Regions from separate parts of the Mus musculus genome. Here regions 1 and 3 are each linked to region 2. Evidence: chromatin contacts called from public Hi-C and HiChIP or PLAC-seq data. All regions are on one chromosome and are shown on one strand. The core of a region is the stretch at or near the end of the contact, and the rest is flanking DNA. Distances in the headings are between cores, read along the strand shown. Region 1 holds the start of Nipal1 (NIPA-like domain containing 1). Region 2 holds the start of Zar1 (zygote arrest 1). Region 3 overlaps Txk (TXK tyrosine kinase).

The links. A called contact is a pair of places that touch in the nucleus more often than the background predicts. HiChIP or PLAC-seq counts read pairs in DNA pulled down with a chosen protein or histone mark.
Region 1: a contact with region 2 is called in a Hi-C map of myeloid progenitors, with 2.1 times the contacts expected there. The contact joins the promoter of Nipal1 here to the promoter of Zar1 in region 2. A contact is called at or near these places in 3 of 39 promoter capture datasets (macrophages, stem cell-derived epiblast-like cells and trophoblast stem cells), 4 of 484 Hi-C or Micro-C datasets (CD8 T cells, embryonic stem cells, myeloid progenitors and 1 more), 3 of 115 datasets of contacts at active chromatin or transcription factors (embryonic stem cells, memory CD8 T cells and pancreatic cancer cells) and 3 of 9 other capture datasets (adipose tissue, liver and pancreatic islet).
Region 3: an H3K4me3 HiChIP or PLAC-seq map of forebrain shows a contact between it and region 2, with 7 times the contacts expected there. The contact joins the enhancer-like site here to the promoter of Zar1 in region 2. A contact is called at or near these places in 4 of 484 Hi-C or Micro-C datasets (the G1E-ER4 cell line, Th2 cells and embryonic stem cells), 3 of 115 datasets of contacts at active chromatin or transcription factors (craniofacial prominence, forebrain and stem cell-derived neural progenitor cells) and 3 of 9 other capture datasets (adipose tissue, liver and pancreatic islet).

What each region holds. Positions count from the first base shown.
Region 1 is chr5:72,644,734-72,649,432 of GRCm38.p6, forward strand. Nipal1 (NIPA-like domain containing 1) reads left to right here and starts at 3,063. Exons shown (of 6, transcript NM_001081205.1): 1 at 3,063-3,200. The coding sequence starts at 3,155.
Region 2 is chr5:72,578,867-72,583,067 of GRCm38.p6, forward strand. It overlaps Zar1 (zygote arrest 1), which reads right to left and starts at 2,218. Exons shown (of 4, transcript NM_174877.3): 1 at 1,418-2,218. The coding sequence starts at 2,191. It also overlaps the pseudogene Slc10a4l.
Region 3 is chr5:72,697,858-72,702,021 of GRCm38.p6, forward strand. Txk (TXK tyrosine kinase) reads right to left here. Exons shown (of 15, transcript NM_001122754.2): 13 at 2,752-2,870; 14 at 1,237-1,394. Among named protein-coding and RNA genes, the nearest start is that of Nipal1, 52 kb to the left of the region's middle. Within about 2 kb of position 1,539, at least 23 of the 459 cell types and tissues checked have an H3K27ac peak or open chromatin away from gene starts, as enhancers often do. A contact at or near this core is called in forebrain, where this site is marked.

The DNA.
Region 1 (4,699 bases), core at 1,813-4,312, 67 kb after region 2:
GAATGAAAGGGTGGACTCAAGGATGATGCCGGGTTTGTTTGACTTAAAGCAACTCAAGTCGAGATTGTTTAGTTTGACGGGATGGAAAGGCCATCATAACTGACTGGGGTGGAGGGAGATTTGGGAAGTTAAGCCGCATGTGTGTCTCCTAAGAGTCACTGGACTAAGTGACTACAAGACTCCCACATGTTCTTAGCTGTGCTTTAGTAGTTAGGCTCAACCCGAAAGAAATGGGGAGTGCAGCTCCAAAAGTACCAGGTATTTATCTGGAAATCAACCATTGTGAACTGAGTGTTAACAAAAGCACAACCTATCCAAATCGACGAGATGACGCTATTGTACTATTTGAAGTTAAATCAGGAGTTCGTGGGGGTTCATGACCAAGGGTGTTGGGTTCCCTTGAGCTGAACCCAACCTTGAGTGATGAGCTGTCAGATGTAAGTACTAAGAACTACACTCAGGTCCTCTCCAACACAGCCTTCCCTCAACCCCTCAAATACACACATTAAAGGACAAATGTTTAAAAATCAGTGATCGGAAAGTTCTCACTGAAAAATACAGATCATAGATTAAATTCAAACTATAAGGAAGAAAGTACTCAAAATAACAACAGGAGACAGTGAATTTTAAGTCAGCAAAGAAAAGCAGTTGCTTTCAGGAAGACTTTTCAAATTTATAACCCCTTAAGCAGGCTGACTGGGGGCAGGGCCAATAATAAACTAAAAGCAGTAAGCTAGTGCTATGCCTGACATTCTACAGCTTACCCTCCACCCTGCCTACCAGCCGCTGTCCCCTCTGCCTTGTCCCTACCGCCTGCCAGAGAATGGCAAACTCCCCCCGCCCCCCATAGCATGGCAATGGAGGCTAGAGGCTCCCACAGGAGGCTATCTGCAGACCTGCCCAAGCTACAAGACAGTGTGGCTCTGCCTCCTCCAGCTCTGAGGCAACTCCAGCTTCCATTTTCACAATCATCACTGGGTCTCATGACCTTGCACAAAGCCCAGTGAGTGTGAGTCTACCTTTTAGAGGGTTTCATTTACTGTTGAATTCTAGGTTTTGAGTTATAAAAGGATTTCCCGAAGTCAAGAGTGAGTTCACTGGAGATGTTTAAATGTTATTTTTTTCCTTGAATTAAGTAATACATTCTTGGATAGGGATAACACCTGCCCCCAATTAGTGCACAGGTGACATCCTGTGTGGTAGCCACGTAGCTATTCATCTAGAAATAATGGGTGAGGGGAATTCATGACTGATTTCTGCCTAGGACACACTGGGCTTGGGACAGCAGTGATCTTGAGCAAGTTTTCTTCTTTTTTTTTTCCCCAGAGTGTTTTCTCACATACTTAGAACTGGAATAAATAAGATTTATAACAAAGTACTTCCTGCCAAAACCAGACTGCCATCCCGACGTGCAGGAAAGATGATTCAGAAGATAACAGCGCTGCCTGGGCCTGAGAACCAGAACCCACGTAAAAATGGTATACAACTATAACCCCAGCCTTCCCGCTGATGGGTTTCTGGGGCTTGCTGACTAGCCAGGCTTGGGTTCAGTGACAGGCCCCATCGAGGAAGTAAAGAGTGATAGAGCAGAATACTCAGCGCCCCCTTCTGGCTTCCACAGGCACACCCGCATGTGCACCTGCATACACACGTGTGCATTCGTGTGCAAACAAAGAAAACTCATGAATCTCAAAGGAACATTCTCAAGGCTTTTTTTAAGTGAAGATATAAAGCATAAAGTGGAAAATAACAACAGCTATTATCATTTTGAATGCTTTTAATATAAATTAAACAATTTTTTATAAAGTGCTTAGGGTTAGGGTTTGCCACATTGTAACTGATGTTTGTTAAATAGTAAGAAGTACCTGGGATCAGATTTATTATCATTGCCAGTCTATGGTGAAGACAAAACGTGAAATCTGATGTCCAAAGAAAGCATCTAAGTAGATGTCTACTTCACAAGGCTTCCAATTCAAAACTGGCTTAAACCGTCTTTGCCACTTCCACCTGATCCTGCCCCTCCCCCATTCTTTTTCCACAGGTCATGCCCATAGACAAAAAGTATGCATCTTAAACTACTGACTAATTTGGTTTTAAGTTTTGTCTCATAAACCTGAAAACAAGAAAAGCAAGATGGATCTCTGCAGTGAAACTCTTAGGCAATAAAGTTAATTCTAGCTGTTCGTGAATACCTAGAGCCTATGGGGGTACAGCAGTCAAGCGCAAAGGCACCCCAGAAAAACACACAATCTCGGCTCTTCCGGCTGAGGGCTTCAGCAGTAAGTGTGACCACTTCATGAGGCATAATAAATACCTCGTGACTAAGTTACTTCACCGCTTTCTCTACCTTATCCTTATCCCTCACCTGCAAACTGTAGTTAATAAATTGTGCTGTAAATTGTAATGAGTTGACTCATGCATGTTATGTAGTGTACTGCTGGAATATCATGAACTTCAGCGTGGGAACAGGTCTTCTCAGTTTGGGCATTGCTGATCCCTGAAAAGCTTATTTCATATACGACTGGGCGTGGGGATAAGGCAGCTGGGTGGGTGGAGAGGGAAATGCCTGATTGTTGAAAACAGGTAAGCACGGGTATTGTAAGACAAGGAGGACAACGGCGTGCACGAGAGAGCAGAAGCACCAAGCCTGTTCGAAAAAAATCCCAGAATAAACTTTAGCATGGACTCAGCACAGAACTCCAGCAGACAGCGCCTTGTGCCACAAAAGCCAGTGATGAGAAAGACCCACTGACGTTGGCCAGCACTTCGTCTGCTCCAGGACAACCAGAAGGGGGCCTCGGGACAGCCTCTCCATCACTAAATTCCCCGAGTGACTTCGGCAGCATCCACGCTGTAACCTCATCTCCTCCTGGCAGGTGTTTCTGGACTAAGCACCTGTGCAGCTCCCGGGTCCACCCTGCAGACACCGGTGACTGAAGGAACTTCTGCGGCGATGAGCGAGCGGTGGGCGGAAAATGAGCCTCAAACCACCCCATGCCCCACCCAGTCACTCTCATTGGCTGAGCCTGCCACGGGGGCGGAGGCAGCGCACACCCTTCGCTGACTCCACCGATCCGCCGGAACGAAAGCGGGTCCCGGGACACTGGTGTGTGAGAAACTATTGCTAGCACAGAGGAAGCCCGGTCCCCAGGCCATGGGGGTACAGCTGAGGCTGCCACCCGGAGAGCCCTGCCATGAAGGTGAGTGTCAGTCCCAGCGGTGGGACAGTTGGGTCACTTGGGTAGCTGGGAGCCCAGATGCGAGGTCTCAAAACTAGACTCAGAAAAATGTGCGGATTCTTAACGCGCCGTCTTCTAATCATTTAGTATTCCAGTCGTCCAGTCGGCTGTCCCACCAACGGGACAGTAAATACTTAGCTGAGCCCACTGCACTCCAGACTCTGTGGGGAAGCCCAAGTCGGAGCAGGACAGAAGTGACGCCCACTTAGTCCCCCGGCTGGCTCAATGTTGATTACGTCCTACTGAGTGTGTGGCAGGGAAATTCAGGATGCTTGCTGAGGGCAGATTCCAGGGTTTGATCCAGGAGGAGGTTTCCTGGCTCAGCCTCAACTCCGGAGTACATGGCAGAGGGCGTGCCGGGGATCCCGTGGGCTTCCCACAGTGCTCCCTGAACACACTGTGCCTGAGTCCCACGGAGAGATCGCTCAGGTATGACTTACTGGGCAATCCTTTGAGTAGGGTGACTACTCCAACAGGGAACTGGGAGTGCCCTTTTGTTAGTTCTTCCTCAGGGCTAGACTGGGATTTCCAGCCCACACCTTGCCTGGTAAAACCCCTGGGCCCCACCCCTTGACCTTTGCCAGATGTTCCTCACTTCCACTGGCTTCTTGCAGTCTCTACACAGAAGGTCAGAGAAAACTGAATGGAAGTAAGGGGAAAGGTGGGGCAACCTTGGGAAATGTGCATTGCAAACGAAATTATCGGTTTTTTTTTTAATCCCCACTGGTGTCAGGTCATTTCTAACCTACTTGCTAACGACTCAAAGAAGCTGTCTGGTAAGACCTGTGCCTTACAGTGAGTGCTTCCCAGCCTAATGCTACGACCATGTAACTACAGCTCCTCGTGTTGTAGAGATTCGTGTCCTTGCTTCTTGGCCTTTCCAGCTTATAACTTAACGAGGGAATAGAAAGAAAAGGGGGGAGAGACAGAAGAAGAGAGAGGACTCATCAAATCCCAGCTAGTAAGAAAGGGGAAAGGTGTGTAAAAGAAAATGTGCAACAATTCACAAACTATCCCCACATTGAGACCGGTATCCCTAAGGCAGCTGCATCTAGGGTTGTTTCCTAGACAGTCATGCGCTTAGTGGCAGTTGGTCCCTTTTCTAAATAATTCTGGAGCTGCCAAGTCAGATCGTCACTAATGCACCCTGCCCTTGTTTGTTCAAGGATCTGAGAGCAGATTGCACCCACTCATTTGACCTCTGGATATTTTTCCTGCTTTGCTCATGCATTTAGTAACTACAAGAAGTATTGGAGCTCTGTGTCACCCGATGATTAACCGTGCAGGAAGGTACTGGGAAAGATGGGAGAGGCCAATCTGTAATTTCAGTAGTAGGAGACTAGGTTTTAGGCCTAGTGTATCCACTTGGCTCTCTTTCTTCCTCTCTAAAGTAGGAAGAAATCTTGTTGACAGAGTAGGTAGCACTGGGTTACCTCAGGAAATCTACAGGGCAGAACCCT
Region 2 (4,201 bases), core at 968-3,467:
AAGGCTCTTCTAAAACCTTTGAAAGTCTTCAACCAATACTAAATTTTCCTTGATGCTAGGTAAGTTTCCAAAAGAGTCCCGCTACCTACCCAAGTCTAGCTCATTTGGTATGAACTACATAGTGTTAGCACCTGGTTCTTAAACTTCCCAAGCTTCCCACTTAGTGACAAACAAGTTGGAAACAAGTTTTTATAACTAAGTCTTTAGGAGTGGCAGGGCTTGGAAGAACTCTTAATGCAATTTTTTATAGGTGAACGACCACCACAGAGGCCCGAAAACTTGGGATTTCTGCCTAAGAGATCACACCCAGCTGTGAACAGCAACCGCCAAGCACTTTTCTATTTTTTCTGACACCCCATTCCACTGCCACCCCAACCTCAAACACACCAGCCTTGAAATGACTGAAAAACAAGGAATGTCTCAGAGTCCTCTCCTGGAGCTCAGGGCTCTCCATTTCTTTGGTGGGGGTATACGACCTACAGCACTCTTTGTGCCTCCTTGTTTGCTAGCACAGGCAGCAACTCAAGACCATCCAACAGCTTAGCAGTGGCTGGCCTCGATGAATGGGGAGAGTGGTTTTTTTTTTCTTTTATTTCTTTTTCTTTTTCTTTTCTTTTTTTTTTTTGTTGTTTTTTTTTTTGGGGGGGGTGTTTTGTTTTTGTTTGTTTGTTTTTTAAGCCAGGCAAGTTTGGGAGAGAGAAGCTTCAGTTGACAGCTTCAGAAACGAAGGGAAGGGGCTGGTATAGAACAAGCCGGCAAGTTAACCAAGACAGATCATCTAGAGGGGAAATAAAAAAAGGAGCCTTGGGAAACCGACTCTCCCCGCAACGAAGTTCAAAAGATTATGTTTCTGCCATGTGTGCACTTATCTTCCTTCAGCCATCTGAAGTTTGGTCCAAACCAGACTGTGCGCATTCTCCGCGGAGACCTCATGTGTAGCGTTTATGTGATCAGAATAATTACAACTGGCATTCCCCAGGAGCAGAGGCTGCCAGTGGGTCAGGACACATATGGGTTGGTTTTTATTGTGTAAACGCCTCCCATTGTATTAACAGGCAGCGGCTGCAAAATCCTATATGCCAAAGAGCTGGAGAGATGGCTCAGCTGTGAAACAACACCCTGTTCTTCTAGAGGACCGTAATTCCGATCCTAAAACTCACATGGTGACTCACAACCATCTGTAAAACGCCAGTCCCAGGGGATCCGACACCCTCTTCTGCTCCCATCTCTCCACTACAACGAAGTGTACAGATACAACATGCAATCAAAACACCAAACATGTTACAAACAAACAAACAAACAAAACCAGACGGATGGCATGGAAGAATTCTATGTTCTGCATCACCCAGAGCCACCAGCTTAGCCCTGAAGGAGCCCTACAATTCTGGAGGCGTCCAGGCCATCAGGCTGGCCTCACCTGGAAACGCAGGCGCTCCTTGTCCTGCTCCGTGCTTTGCGGGGAGGCCTGGTCTCGAGGGGCATCCGAATCACCGGGGTCCTGAGCCATCTCTGCGGCAGGACATGGCTCCTCGCTCCCAGGCTCAGACTGCATCGCCGCCACACTGTTCCGGTCCTCCGGTGGTGGCTGCTGCTCCCACCCGGCCTGCCCTGCAGCCTGAACATCGCCCTCCTCGCTTCGCGGCTGGGGGACCGCTTTCCTCGCGGCCACCTCTCTCGGCTCCGGTTCCCGGGTCCCCGAGGATGCCGGGCTCCCCTCTCCCTTCGTGGGTGTCTGCCTGCCTCCCGCAACCTCCAGTGAGGAGGAGAGGCCACAGAAGGTCACGGACGAGAACGGGGCTACGGTCTGCCAGGATCGCGGGGATCTCCCGGCGCCGGCGTGGCCACGGGGTTGACAGGAACCCGATCGGGCGTCGGGGCTGGCTCGGCACCCTGCAGGCTGCAGCGTGCGGCGCCCGAGTGAACACTGCACCGAGGCGTCGCGGCGCGGGTTCACCTGCACCGCAGCGTCACGGCTGCTGACCGACCGGGGACCCATCCGCGACAGCAGGGCCATGAGCTGTGCCCGCTGGTGGCTGTCGACGTACTCCGCGGCCATGAGCTGTCTGTAGCCGGGGAGGAAGGAGGGGGGCGCGGGTCGGCAGCCCCTGGCTCCGAACCTCCAGCCATCCCCGGCTTTGGTGGCCTGCGGATAAGGATGCGGGCAGGGGTGGAACGTGCTCGCCGGGAACATGGGTGCGTCCCGCGCCTCGCCCGCCCAGGCAGCCATCAGCGCAGCCCAGCTGCCCTCCACGCTGCGTTAAATAGGCGGCCGCGCACTGGTAGAAAAAGCCCTACCACCTGCTGTTGCCATGAGGAGCAAAACCTTCCCCACACTGGTTAAGAGGCGACCCCCACCCCCACTCCCTCGTGGATGCAGAAAAAGAGCTTTCCTTGCTAGCCACAGCAAGGATTTGTAGGGGAACTAGATGAGATGAGAATTCAACCCCAGAATCATCACCGAGATTAGCCGAGCCAGGTGGGCCCCCATGTCTGTAGCTCCAGATGTCTGTCATGAAGAAGACAAGGGAGGCCAGTGTGTCTGATTAGGGAGCAAAATACCAAGGTTAGGAGACTGCTCTGAACCTCTTAGGTTGTCTCAGATCACAGCTCCAGTCTACCAGAGCAGTGGGACAGTGTCCAGCCACAGGCCTTTCCGGAAGGAAAGCCTGTAGCCACAGCCCTTTCCCACGGATGAACAAAGTGGCCCATTTTCTCTCCCTGAGGTGAGGTCTACGCATTTTCCTAAGTAAATCATTCCTTCAGACGATAAATGGAGCTGAGATGCGTTTATACACATACAGGAAACATATGGGGAAAAATGCCTTTCACCCCTGCACAATGTTGATGGCCATTAACAATAGATACTAGATCAAGTAGTCACACACATTAATACGGTTTTCTCTGGCTTGACGATGCAATGCTATCCTGTCGTTTCACTGACCCGTTTTGGACTTTTCTCAATACAGGCTCGCCCTGAACAGAATCGGTTGTTTGTAAGTTGAACAAACCCATGGTTCTGTTTTACAAACATTTCCAACCCCATTTCCTATCTGTAGCAATGCTGGTGGAAATGGAAAAAAACAAAACAAAACAAAAAACAAACAAACAAACAGCACACTACTTAAGCAGAGGACGCGGCACTTTAGCTGATCCAGGTGTAAGCAATATTGGGACACTCTGTTGAGTTAGAAAAACACATGGGTAATACTGAGATACTACATTACAGTGGGAAGAGCAAATCTGTTACAGGAAATGTCAACCCATCTTTATCCCGGATGCGAACCATACTCGCTACCAATGGTCACAAATAGGAAGTGATGTTTCAGCTCCCGTGTATCTCCTCAGTCAGAGGGCGGTCTGGGTGGTCTCCATCATCACTAAGTCATGCGTCCCCACGGTGCCATAGGAGGTGTCTGCCATTTCCTCTTCTTTCAGTTTCTTATAAGAAATATCGGTGTCTTCGTCTTCGTCTAGGGCCTCTCGCTTGTGCAGTATCTCACTTCCGTACATTTTGTAGATCAACACGAAGACCCCTGCCTCGGCAGACTGGAAGAGGGCGTAGAGCAGAGGGAACATGTACATGCTACCTATAAAGCGAGGCGGGAAGTTTGAGAATCGCAGTGCAGAGCTGCACGTTCTGACTTCCTGTTTCCAGACACACAGTCCTCTTGCAGTTGGGCGGGAGGTGGAAGAGGGTAGCTAAGCCATAACCCGAGGCGTAGCCCGCCAGAGGCATAAAAATGGCGACCACGTAAACAGTTGTGGGAATGCTTGCCAGCAGTTCAGGTCCCAGCATGGTGCCAGTCATTATGAAAAGAACCACCAGGGTCACAAGCAGAGACCACAGGGAAACCTGGTAAGAAAAGAAACACATGGGCAACCTATCAACAACAACATCACTGAGGAGGCATCTGGACAAGCTACATCCATTCTAACCTCGCAAACAAAGCCTGAAGCTCCTTAGACATAACTGCTTGGAGACCTAGCTTGATATCCAGTGGCTCCTCTGGGCTCTTCACTTGCTTGGGATGGAAGGACATACAGACAGACTACTCCTTCTGAAAAGGTCTTCAAAACGATAAACCAGAGATCAGGGAAAGGTTACCGTTACTAGGCAGACCCTCAGCCTCTCGGCCTTGGCCACGCAACGTTTAGTACTCTTCGTGTGTGCTTAATTCACTGTCTTGCTTATTTCCAATGG
Region 3 (4,164 bases), core at 289-2,788, 120 kb after region 2:
TGTTCTGTGCACATGTGCCTGCTTATTAATACTCCTGGACTTGGGACACAGTCATCTCCTAATAAACCCATTCTAACTTTAAAATGTCATGAGCTAAAGATGCATTGTATGCAAATACTCTACCAGAAACCACAGCTTAGCAACGTCTGCAGTAATCGTGTGTTTAATCTTGTGACCTGCAGCAGCCTGGAAGATGGCCTCCTTCCCAGCATCCCAGGGGAGGCTCCTACTTAATACTATTCTCCCAGGAAAAGATCAATGCTTGATGCTCCAAACATGGCATTATAAAGTTGGAAAATTCTAAGTCAAATCACTGCAGCCACCATCTGCATGGCCTAAGCTATTTACATTGTGATGGGAAAGGCATTCCCCCTGTTGCCACTGACAGCTTACGTGACAGTCCTCAGGTCTTTCGTGATTCCTTGTGGAACAGCTAATCATGACTATCTGCATACACTGGGATCATCCTAAATAAAACACTTCTCTGGAATATGAACAATCCCGTTACTCTTGAAATACTGGTTTTTGCAGTGTCTGTGGATTGGGAATCAAACGATGCATGTGAGTTAGTTTGTGTTTCAGGCAGCAGGAGACCACCACCACCACCACCACCAAGCTGTGATGTTTCTGGGCTAAGCCTGCTAACTACCAAGGAGAGCTCTCAACATCACAGTCTGATGAGAGCAGAAGGGCTGTTGAATAGATGCCCAGAAAAGGAGAGGGGAGGGGAGACAGAAACCGACCCCTCTGGCTTCATTCTAAATCTTGTCATTTCAACAAAAAGAGCAACTCCTTAAGTGATGGTTTCCCAAGTGGTGGCTCCCAGCACAGTCTGCCTTTGGTTTCTATTCTGGTTTAATCTCTCTATCAGGAGGAGTCTTACATGCCAGGGAGAGATGAAACCCATTACTTTTAGGCTTGAAAGTGGCAGTGAACAGAAGCAAAGTGCAGTAAATAAAACAGCAACCTCCATATTCTGGGGGGAAGTTCAGCAAACCAGATTCTGTCCTTAATTCTGTCACCCAGTTCTTCAAGATAATGGATCATCTAATCAAGAGGCTTTAGAAACATCCAGTCTCTGCAAGAACCAATCTCCTGCAGACAAGGCTTGGAAACGAGACAAGGCTCAGGGTGAGGGGGCGTCATAAGAGAAGTGGTGCGCTGACTCTCAGGGCATACCAGCAAACAGGCAATTTTGGTTGCCATGGTACAGTCTCAGTAATAAGGGACACCTACCTCATGCCAGCAACTGTACATCACTCTGTATATGGTCATGGGGGCCAGGTGAGGACGATACAGCCGGAAACCTTGAGAAATGGCTTCCACCACTTGCAAATTTGACTTATTTTCAAAAGGCATTTTTCCTTCTGTAAAAACTTCCCACATTAAAACTCCTGCAAAGAAAGCATGCAAACACAAGAGTCACTTGGAACCAAGACAAGGGATTCATTCAAATTGCAAGGCCTTAATCTCCTCCACCCTCAGAAGCCAAGGACATCTCCTCCTCCCACCCTCCCTCAGAAACCAAGGTGCGAGGATCCCCAGACGAGGTTGCTAATCCCATAAGCCTTGAAAGTATAAAGGGAAGGGTGTGGGCTGTGTTTCCTAATCTAGTTGTTAAGTTCAAATTGTCAAGCTGAAAAACAGTTGAGCTTCTGCTTAACTAAACAAGGGAGCTTATTAAACACTCTGGAAACTCAGTGGTGGCACAGAGCCTTTCTGCGGGATGGGAGTTTTGGCTGTATTTGCCTTTTATGTTGCCAGACGTCTTGTTACAGCTTCATGGCAAGAGCTTGCTGGGGAAGGAAAAGACCAAGAGAGCAGAGCTGTGTGGGGAGGTGTCTGACCCCAGACACCAAAGCAGTTACAAGAAGAGTTACAAAGAATGCTACACTCCTCCTTTGGGGGCCCTGTGTTCCATCCAATAGCTGACTGTGAGCATTCACTTCTGTGTTTGCTAGGCCCCAGCACAGTCTCACAGAGACAGCTATATCAGGGTTCTTTCAGCAAAATCTTGCTGGTGTATGCAATGGTGTCAGCATTTGGAGGCTAATTATAGGATGGACCCCCGGGTATGGCAGTCTCTAGATGGTCTATCCTTTCGTCTCAGCTCCAAACTTTGTCTCTGTAACTCCTTCCATGGGTGTTTTGTTCCCAATTCTAAGAAAGGGGTCTGCAACCCTATAGGTGGAACAACAATATGAACTAACCAGTACCCCCAGAGCTCGTGTCTCTAGCTGCATATGTAGCAGAAGATGGCCTAGTCGGCCATCATTGGGAAGAGAGGCCCCTTGGTCTTGCAAACTTTATATGTCCCAGTACAGGGGAATGCCAGGGCCAGGAAGTGGGAGTGGGGGCGGGGGGAGTCTGGGGGACTTTTGGGATGGCATTTGAAATGTAAATGAAGAAAATACCTAATTTAAAAAGAAAAAAAAAGGAAAAAAAAAAAAAAGAATGCTACATCATGGCAAGGCGGTGGTGGCACACGCCTTTAATCAGCACTCCGGAGGCAGGCAGAGGCAGGCAGATTTCTGAATTCAAGGCCAGCTTGGTCTACAAAGTGAGTTCCAGGACAGCCAGGGCTATACAGAGAAACCCTGTCTTGAAACAAACAAAAACAAAAAAACAAAACAAAACAAAACAAACAAACAAAAAAGAATGCTACATCATATCAAAAAACAAACAAGCGAGAGAAGAAAAGAGAAGGCTGCCTTTGTAGCAAACCTAGCGACAGCAAATGCATGCACTCACCGAACGACCAGACATCAGACTTGCTACTGTATTTGTTGAAATGAAAGACTTCAGGTGGGCACCACTTGACTGGGAACTTAGCTCCAGAAGAACTGATATATTCATCGTCCAAAACATACCTGCCACCAGGGGATTCGAGCACACTGTGTTAATGGCCTCCGAGGCCTACCTGCTTCAAACACCTCTGACAGCTCGGATCTGCTAAAACAGCCTTTCCCCTGGAAAGGGCTTGTGCCTCTTGTTTTCTTGATGGCAGACAGGGAAATAGTTCTTTATTTGTTTTCTCCTCTAGAACCAGGTCTCCTTGGATTTCACCGGCTCTCTGAAAACTACAGTTCTACAGTCCCAACACTGGGGAAGTACTTATGTTCTTTAGAGTCCGAACTTAATTCTGCAAAGAAACAGCCCTGTGTTCTAACAGTAAAGGTAACAACAAGGTAGTAAATAAATGATAAGTGAAAAGCCGTACACGTCATAAAACATGGATCCAAATTGGTGCCACATTTTCTCTCACTTACTTATATTTTGTGTGGCACAAAAAAAGGGGGGATAAGTGTGTTCTTATAGAACTTCTGATATGAAAAATATCCAGTATATTATAATGTATGTATATTTTATATAGATTAGAAATAACTTTTCTTAAGACTCATATGCAGGAATATGAAATGCATGGGGAAAGAGACAGCTGGCTTTGGGCTCTTGCATATACAATAATGGTTCTTTTTTACTTATTTATTTATTTATTTATTTATTATTATATCTAAGTACACTGTAACTGTCTTCAGACACACCAGAAGAGGGCATCAGATCCCATTATAGATGGTTGTGAGCCACCATGTGGTTGCTGGGATTTGAACTTCAGACCTTTGGAAAAGCAGTCGTAACCACTGAGCCATCTTTCCAGCCTTATAATGATGTTTTTTAGCTATTTATTATTGCTGTCTTCATGTTCCCACTTTCCCCCACATATTCTATCACCTTTCGCCTTTAGCCCCTCTTCGGTAAAGACTACCTAAGGTTGGAGAGATGGCTCAGTGTTTAAGAACTCTGGCTGCTCTACCAGAGGGCCCAGGGTCTGTTGCCAGCACCCACAGAGTGGCTCACGGCCTTCTGTAACTTCAGTTCCAGGTAATAAGATGCCCTCTTCTGGCCTCTGTAGGTACTGCATGCACGTGGTACACAGACATACATTCAGGTGAAACCCCTCCATACAGAAAATAAAAATAAAGTCGGAAGAGAAAAATGTTTTAAAGGTACTGGTGAATGCCTTTAAATTCAGCACTTGAGAGGCAGAAACAGGATGGTATCTGTGAGTTCTTGGCCAGTCTGGTCTACATAGAGAGTTCCAGGACAGCCAGGGCTACATAAAGAGACCCTGTTTCAAAAGAGAAGACTGTGTAAGAGGAAACAGAG